2 separate regions of the Mus musculus genome follow, and region 2 is linked to region 1. Evidence: chromatin contacts called from public Micro-C data. All regions are on one chromosome and are shown on one strand. The core of a region is the stretch at or near the end of the contact, and the rest is flanking DNA. Distances in the headings are between cores, read along the strand shown. Region 1 overlaps Mical3 (microtubule associated monooxygenase, calponin and LIM domain containing 3). Region 2 overlaps Slc6a13 (solute carrier family 6 (neurotransmitter transporter, GABA), member 13).

What was found. Hi-C and Micro-C count contacts between places; a contact is called where the count stands out from the background.
Region 2: a contact with region 1 is called in a Micro-C map of the G1E-ER4 cell line. The contact joins two enhancer-like sites. A contact is called at or near these places in 3 of 39 promoter capture datasets (embryonic stem cells and hippocampal neurons), 2 of 484 Hi-C or Micro-C datasets (both in the G1E-ER4 cell line) and 1 of 9 other capture datasets (liver).

What each region holds. Positions count from the first base shown.
Region 1 is chr6:120,952,607-120,956,711 of GRCm38.p6, forward strand. The region is part of intron 27 of Mical3 (microtubule associated monooxygenase, calponin and LIM domain containing 3); the gene reads right to left. Among named protein-coding and RNA genes, the nearest start is that of Gm43915, 4.2 kb to the right of the region's middle. Within about 2 kb of position 1,530, at least 78 of the 459 cell types and tissues checked have an H3K27ac peak or open chromatin away from gene starts, as enhancers often do. A contact at or near this core is called in the G1E-ER4 cell line, where this site is marked.
Region 2 is chr6:121,334,818-121,339,436 of GRCm38.p6, forward strand. It overlaps Slc6a13 (solute carrier family 6 (neurotransmitter transporter, GABA), member 13), which reads left to right. Exons shown (of 15, transcript NM_144512.3): 11 at 22-159; 12 at 803-905; 13 at 1,223-1,323; 14 at 1,998-2,168; 15 at 2,477-2,904. The coding sequence ends at 2,599. Among named protein-coding and RNA genes, the nearest start is that of Slc6a12, 5.4 kb to the right of the region's middle. Within about 2 kb of position 1,869, at least 41 of the 459 cell types and tissues checked have an H3K27ac peak or open chromatin away from gene starts, as enhancers often do. A contact at or near this core is called in the G1E-ER4 cell line, where this site is marked.

The DNA of each region.
Region 1 (4,105 bases), core at 280-2,779:
TGGGCCACAGACTTCACCATAATTGTCCCTGCTGAAGTCTTAAATACCACAGGGTACAGCTGTGTCACACAGACCCCAATGTGAGGCATTTTACCTCTGTGGCAGCAATAAGAGGCTTAATGGAGGCTGCATGTTGGGAGATGAAACCACAGACATGCAGAAACTCCTTCGGCATTGAGACCATCGTGGCCATATACGCATTCCTGTGATTTTCTTAAGGTGCTGTGGTGATTGTAAAAAAATACAACTCAGTAACACGTTTCTCTAGGCCTCTTATTTCTAAGATACAGGGGAAAAAAGGTTTGGAAAGTGAGGGGGTCTCTCCCCTCCCCGTGTTTGGGATCCCTTTCTTCAGGTGAATGGGGTTCATAAAGACTTTAGTAGCTACCATCTAGAGGAGAAAAGCCATGGGTGCCTCCATTGTAAATCTCAATGAATCCAGTCTAATGCAGGCTGAGAAACAATCAGTGGTGCTGACTGCCAGCGTCAGCAGAGGCAATGGTTGCCATGGAGAAGAAGGGTCAAAGTGACATGGTGGGGTAGTTGAGGTGGCACCTGTGAGCTTGGTGGAAGCACTGGTAGATGTCCCAGCCACCTGTACACATAGGCCACTGATACATTCCCAAGCATTCAGTGACTGGACAGACACTGGGCAGCCACTGAGAAACACGAGTTTCCTAAAGGAGCTCAAATGATCCAAGGTCAGGTGAACAAGCAGAAGGTGGTCTCTAGGATTGTTCCGGTGTCCCAGTGCCCTAATGGTGGGGGCTGGTGACTATTCCTTGCTGGGCTACCCAGACCCACAAGGGCAGCTCTGCCCTCACCCATGATGACATGCGCTCCGGCCAATGGAAGAGTGACTGTCTCCTCCTCTTTCTGTGACACAACTAAAGAAGGTTCTACTGTGACAGCTGCATGCACGTATGACAGTTAGTGAGGACGCGGCTGCAGGCCCAGCAGGGCTGTCCAAGTGGTTAATCACAGACAGGCATGCAAGGAGGGCCAGACAGTGGGAATGAGACACTACCTTTGATGAACAGGCTCTCCTGAATGCCAAGGCGTGTGGTACATAAATCGACTTTTAAGGGGATTGGCAACGGAAAACAAAACAGAACAGTAATGATAATGATGATTAAAAAAATGAAAACAGAAATGGAACAAAATCAGTTAGAGGTTTAAAACAAACACCAGACAATCACATGATCGTGTCCCACAATGCCACACAAGACTACACAAGAAGGGACCCTGGACGATGAGTCTCAGTGAACTCCACTGTCAGAGTTGGGGTTGACTTTTCTATTCGCAGAACAGCAGACCCTGGAGCCCCTTGTGTCTGTTCCTTGTTGGATCCCAGTTTGTCGAAATGTGTGGTGACTTGGCCCTCCTCAGCCACGGCAGCCCCTTCCTTCCTCTCTGTTCCTGCCACTGAACACTTAGCATGGAATGGAAGACATGTCCTGACACTGGGCAAACCTGCTTTTTCAGAACTAGACCCAGTGAAGGGAACCAAACCAGCACAAATCACGGTTTTTTAGAGGAAGTACCAGTGTTTGGGCAACCATTGAAACCTCTCCAGTTCACACACTGACCAGAGTTGCTCAAAGCCTTGGCCGGTTTCCTTTGCTTTTGTGGTCTTCTCATGGGTCACATAAAGTGCCTAAAGGTCCCTGTGGATGCAGGCAATCGGAATCTGGTGGCACCCAGGACAGGAGGACGCTAAGGGTGGCACATTGGGGGACCTGCACAGGATACCACATGCATGCTGGCTGGGCACACACTTGCTGCTTTTAGCTCTGAGCACGGGCATCATGCCTGCTCAGTTCCTCTCCCCTGCATAGCCGACTGTGAGTTAAGTCGTCATGCAGAACGGGCCAGTTTAAAAAGGTAAAGTACAGATGTGGTCCCCAGGGTCCTACACTGACACACTTCAAGAGCCATGCCGACACCTGTCTGCAAGGGATCCACAGCAGCCCCTTATTAATGCACTCCCTGCTGCGACTGGTGCCAACCTGGCAGTGGCAGTGACAGGGAAGACAAGCATGACACACTCTGGGTCACCTGGGAAAGTAGGGTCAAGAGCATGGCTCGCTGGCAATGGAACTGTGTCAGGGCTACCAAGCAGGATAAGGGGGCTCGTAGAGGGCAGGACAGACCCTAGTGGGCCTCAGTGGTGAAGGAGTAGTTGGGCAGGCTGCTCATAAGAACCAGATGGAAGCAAAAGGAAGTTACTTCTTGTTGTCAGGGCTTTAGATGGCTAGGAAAACCTAGATTGGGCTGGAGAGATAAGCCTGTTCGTAAAATACATGTTTTGCAAGCATGAAGACTTGAGAGTGAGCTATAAACCCCGTATAAAAAGCCAGGCTTGGTGGGGTGTGCCTGTAATCTTACAGCTAGGGAGGAGGTGGAAACAGGTGGATCCTGACCCCCAAGATTTGCTGTCCAGACAGCCAGTCTAGCCTACATGGTGAACTCTTTATCATACATACATACATACATACATACATACATACATACATACATACATACAAACAAGTAGACAGACACATGAGGAGTGACACTCAAGGTTGTTCTTTTAGCTTCTCACATGCATGTTAAATGCATGTGCTTGCACACACATGAATAGAAACATATAACCCCTAAATAATTTGATTTTGTATAATAAACATTTGAGTAAAATCAAGGTTTTGGTTTTCATTGTGCACGTGTCGCTATGGAAACTAAACCCAGGCACTTGTTTTCTCAAGTGCTGACTCAGGCCTTGGGTCTGTGAAACAGGAAGAAGCCTGGCTTCCTCCTATACCACACTGTGGCCAGAGGCTTCCTTCTCCAGGCAAGCTAAAGCCCAGATTCCTAAAACAGCAAGCCCGTGGAGATCTTATGTGACAGGTGGACTCCACAGGGACAAGATGACTCCTTGTGGTCACAGGGAATGCTGAAGACAAGCAGGACCAGGGCAGTGGCAAATGTGGGCCCCTTGCTCCTGATTCTTCTAATTTTGAGGGGTTTCAAACCCAGCAACACTGAAGGATGAAGCCAGTGGTGCCAGAACACCCTTTACCTCGACTTCCAGATGGTACAGTACCATGTGAGCCTGAGGGCACAGTCTTTACATAGCACCTTCTTTCACTGAGTTGTTTAGAGGTCAGAGACCCAGTCTCTAGAAGCTCCAGCATGGATTTCCTCCTCCACAGGAGAGACACATCTTCCCAATAGTCACAGGAGTGTCACCTACTAGCAACCTGACATCCATTTGACGATGGCATTTAAAAAATACGTATTGTGCTTGCATTCACCACTAGATGTCACAGAGGTTGCAAACCATTCTCTACAGTTTTGTGGATGCATTGTCTTGGCCTGTCCCCCACTGAGGTTCCATGTTTGCTCCCCTCTCCCTCCTTTTGTTTTCTTGAGACAGGATCTTGCTTGTATATATCCCCAGAACTCACTAGGTAGCCCAGGCTGGCCCTGAACTTGTGCAATCCTGCCTCTGCCTCCAGACTGTTAGGGTCGCATGGAGTCACCACACCCAGTAGGTTCCATATTTTAATACCCTGTCCTGCCCTCGTTCAGTGAGATACAACGCCATCCTAAGAGGCATGTTTGCCACTGCCTCTGGTCCTCAGCATTCCCTATGTGACCACCAAGGAATGATCCTGTCCCCGTGGAATACACCCAGTACATAAGGCGTCCAGGCCCTTGCTGTTCTAGGAATCTGTGACTGGCTTGTTCACACTGCTAGGAAATAAGTTCCTCTGCTCTTCCTGGCTATGGTCACTGGGTGGTTATACCAGCATGATGGATCCTGCATAGCCAACTGGGAGCATCTGGCACTCCCCACTGTGGTAAGATGATTCATTACCTCATGGAGAAGCAGTGTGACCTGACCACAAAGGCACACAGAGATAGAAGATTTGACCACTGTGACTGACACAAACTGTCTTCACATGAGCACACTCACCATGGAAGCAAAGGGGACTTTGGGCCACACGATCCTTTACTCGGGCTCCTTCAGGCTTCCTAAGACAGTACCTGAGCCCAGTATAGGGATGGGCTTTGAACCTCATGTGCATGCACACACCCCACCTTTGTGCCAATGTCACTCACT
Region 2 (4,619 bases), core at 619-3,118, 380 kb after region 1:
TTCTCTTACCCTCTCATCCAGTTTGTGTGTGTAGAAAGCCTTGTGACAGCATTAGTGGACATGTATCCCCGGGTGTTCCGTAAGAAGAATCGGAGGGAGGTCCTCATCCTTATTGTGTCCGTCATCTCGTTCTTCATCGGGCTCATCATGCTCACAGAGGTGAGAGTCTGGGAGGCCAGATGGCAGCCGGGTTAGCAGCCGAACAGATAATGACACCGTCTGGGAAGAGCCACAAGACAGGCCTAAGGGATTGGGGACACTGGGACTCTCTCTCTAGGAATCTCTGGTGCTTTCCCAGGAATGACCTCAGAGGGAAAGTGGCACCTTGGGGACGGGTGGTCTTCCGTCAGTGTCACACTGGAGAAGACAGGTGACAGAGCCCAACCCCTTGAGATACCCAGTGGGGAGTGTCCTGATCCCCTTTTAAAACACTGCATATACTGTCTGGAGCTTTGGGGTCTCACCCTAAATAGTCTCAGCGACAACAATAATAATGCCAGCTCTCCGATGGTCTCCATCTCCTATCAGAAAACACGGATTAAAAACAAGCAAACAAAAACCAAAACAAGACATAAAAACAACCTCCCCACCCCCTAAAAACCCAGCCTAAGGTTTTCTGCCTTAGTCTGCTCAGGGCTTCAGAGTGTAAAGCTCTCTTGTCTTACAGTACTGTCTGTGAGCCTCACTACCTCTGTGGGCCTGCAGGGTCATAGGGGTGATAGGGGCCACAGGGGCCACAGGGGTCACAGGGGTCACAGGGGCTGGCCCTTCTGCTTCCCCCCAATAATCCTCTCCCGCGCAGGGCGGCATGTACGTGTTCCAGCTCTTTGACTACTATGCAGCCAGTGGCATGTGTCTTCTCTTCGTGGCCATCTTTGAGTCCCTCTGTGTGGCTTGGGTTTATGGTGAGTGGCTTCTGTCCCGGGCCCAGAGCCTAGTGTGACTCTTCCACGCTGGGACTCTCAGATCAAAGTGAGCCGTTTGCTGCTCACACGTGCCTCTCCCGTCACACCTAAAGAGTCCACCTCCTGTTCTGTCTGAAGGCTTTGAATGGCCTCGGTGTTGCCCTACCCTGCTGTCGTATGTGCCAGTGAGTCCATGGTTTCAAAAGGCAGCCGCGCCCCTTGTCTGTTTGTCCATACCCATCCTAGTCTGTCTGGCCCCATCCCACCCTCTCACAGCCTGAAACGTGTCTTCTGTCCTTTTTCCTTCTCCCTGACAGGAGCCGGCCGCTTCTACGACAACATTGAGGATATGATTGGGTATAAGCCATGGCCTCTTATCAAATATTGTTGGCTCTTTTTCACGCCAGCTGTGTGCCTGGTAACAGAACTCTCAAGGGGTAAAAGCAGGGTGCTGGGTGGAGGGGGATTGTGGGTGCAGTGGAGTGAAGGCCCACAGCTCCTTAGGCCTTGGACATCCCCTTAGCTTTCCCTTCCTCTCACTTGATGAGAGAGGAAGATGAATTCCTCCCTTCCCTTTCTCAGAGGGATTAGCCCAGGCTCAGGTCATGGTCAGAGGAGTTGACCAATAGTACAGCGTGAGGCTGACTTCCTAGGCAGGACTGGCGTACAGTGCTGCTCAGAATCCTGCCTGTGAGCACAGAAGACAGTCCCTAGAGAGCCTGACCCACGGGCCGTATCAGCACCATCTCAGCATCTCATGGGAGGAAGATTTACACCTACTTTACAGACAAACAGCCTCAAGATGGGAAATACTCAGACCAGCTAGGATGTTTCAGAGCATTGGGACTCTTGGTGCGAGAGATGGCACACAATTAAGTCCTTACTAGAGCGACTGAGGAGAGAGACAGAGGGTGTACCCTGGACATGCTACCCAGGAATGGATTTTGAGCAGAATGTGGGTGGAGCTTGGCGACTGACTGACCTAGATAAGCACCTTGGCATGCTGGGAGAACAAACTCTACCGGGCAGCTGTGGGGGTGGGGTGGCTGATGGGGCTCCAACAAAACCTCTTCCTCTTCCGTTTTACTGCAGGCGACCTTCCTGTTCTCCCTGATCAAATACACGCCACTGACCTACAACAAGAAGTACACGTACCCATGGTGGGGGGATGCCCTAGGGTGGCTCCTAGCTCTGTCCTCCATGATCTGCATTCCTGCCTGGAGCATCTACAAGCTGAGGACTCTCAAGGGCCCACTCAGAGAGGTAGGAGGAAAGCAGTGGGGGATGGGAACCTCACTGGATGGCAGGTGGGTTGCTATTGACGGGGGGTGGGTTGGGGCGGGGGTGAGGAGCTGGAGTACAAAGGGACTACCCAGTCCGGTGTGGGTACCAGAAATCCAGAGGACGTGTACTTGGGAGTCTTAAAAAGGGACACAGGATAACTGCAAGACCCAAGCTGTGACTATGGGGTTGGCAACTGGAAGCAGACTATAGCAGAGAAGGCAGACAGACATTTGTAATGAGAGATGCTGCCAGACACCCATCCCTTACAATGACACCTGTTCTTTCAGAGACTTCGCCAGCTCGTGTGCCCGGCTGAAGACCTTCCCCAGAAGAACCAACCAGAGCCAACTGCTCCTGCGACACCGATGACATCCCTTCTCAGGCTCACAGAACTGGAGTCTAACTGCTAGGGCCAGGGCCTTTGACACACCTGTGAGCCTGGCTGTGGGGGCAGCTATAGAGGCAGAGGGGCGGAACTACCCCTCTGTGGTGGGGCAGAAAGACGAAAGGGGGTATTTGGGACTCACCTTCTGAACTGGGTACCTCCTATCTTGATGCCCCTATTCCAGGGTGGTCCACACATTGTGACGTGCCCGAATCAATAACATCCCATTGAGGCAGCTTGGGAAGCCCAGGGAGGGCTGGGGAGGCAAAAGCCTGGCTTGTTGCTGGGCCCTCTTCCTTCCATGTCATTAAATCCAACTTCCTCTCACAACTGCTTGCCAAATGCCTGGTTTCTGTCCTCTGTTCATACCTGTTCCCTGTTCATTATAGCATTGTGGCTCTAGGGTCCTGCCTCTCCCTACCTCTTACCAAGTTCTTATGAGCCACATAGCAGGTGTGGTTGCTGTGGTGTGGGAGGTAAGGCAGATGATGGGACCAGGTGATGGGGCCAGGCCATTGTCCTCCATCACACATTTGGATTGAAGGAAGGGGACCCTCCTCTCTCCACACTTCCCTAGAGTGTCATGTATGGTCCTGTATGATCCCCACCCCCACTTGCCACCACTGTTCCGTGCTCCTCTCCTCTAACCTCATCATGATATTAAAAAAAAGGGAGACAGAGGGAAGGACAAAGGGATCAGGCCCTGGTTACAAAAAGAAAGAAGACAGACTAGCAGCAGTTTCTTTCTGTTCCCATGGCCCCTGCTGTGTCCCTGCTTGTCAACACTGTCCAGCTGATGCAGGGGGATGAGTTGATGCAGGGTGAGAGAGGGTGGCCAGCCAGACCAGAGGGGCCTTACAGAAGAGGTCCTGCCCAGACTCTACCAGTAGAGGGACTCCTCAGACAGTCTTATTCTCCCTAGCAAGAGATTCAGATATGGGGTACTGTCACTTCCAGATGCGACCACAAGGGGGTGGCACTGTCATGTCCTCAGTCCCAAGTGTCAGGTTTGAGCTTAAGGGATGGACCAACCCTTAAGATCTAGCTTTCAAGAGACTCAGGCAGGAGGCGGGCCCAGCTCTAGGATGTTGCCTGGAGGTCAAAGCAAGGCCCCCAGGCATGCCTTAGCAACCAGCCTCTAAGGGGGTGGGGAGAAACTCCAGTTGCTGTTTGTGTGCTGTAGAAGTGGATGAAACATGACTCTCTCCCCATCTAGGGAAAGGTCTACCTGAGTCTGCAGGTTCACCTGGGGTCCTCTGCTGTGGCATGACAGCATGACGTGACTAAGTGTCCTATGACTCTCTGAGCTGTTCAGGCTCCGCCCCCACCCCGGGTGTTTTTTCAGCTTGTGACATGTCAGTTTCAAGGGAAATGTTTTGAAATCTTTGCCAGTTTTCCAGTCTTGTGTTGGAAGAGTCTGTAGAAATCAGGGACAGTGGTCCTCCTGACTCTGTGGGGAGCCTGGACTCTTTCTCCTAGGTGATTTACTCCGTGGATACAGGCTTGGTCACAGCATTGCAGGTTTAATGTGCCCAAGCCTAGGGTTCTACACAGCTCACCGCCTCACCTACCTGACCGTGTTTCTACAACGCCTATGGCTACAAGGTTATAATGCACTTACTACAAACATGGGCAGAAGCAGAATTCAACCCATTTCTTTTATCTCTTAATACAGGGTCTCACTATTAGCCTTGGCTGGCCCGGAGCTTGCCTTGTAGAGCAGGATAGCCACTTGCCTCTGCCTCCCTAGTGCTGGGATTAAAGGTGTGCGCCACGATGTCTGTGTCAGTTTCCTTGAATGAACTTGGGGCTTTGAGAGGGAGTCACAGAAGGTGGAGGGAACCTGGCAGGCAATTCTGAGCGTACGCGATCTGCCTCTCTGCCCACTCATTTGCTCAGAGTTTTAGAAATATGCTGAGGAAATGAGATGGCTCAGTGATGGTCATGTGAGCCCCACTTATCAGAGTCCCAAATGGTGGCATCTACAGTGTGAAAACCACGTGTTGGTGCTTCTCTGATGTGTCTGCTTCATGGACTGTCTCAGT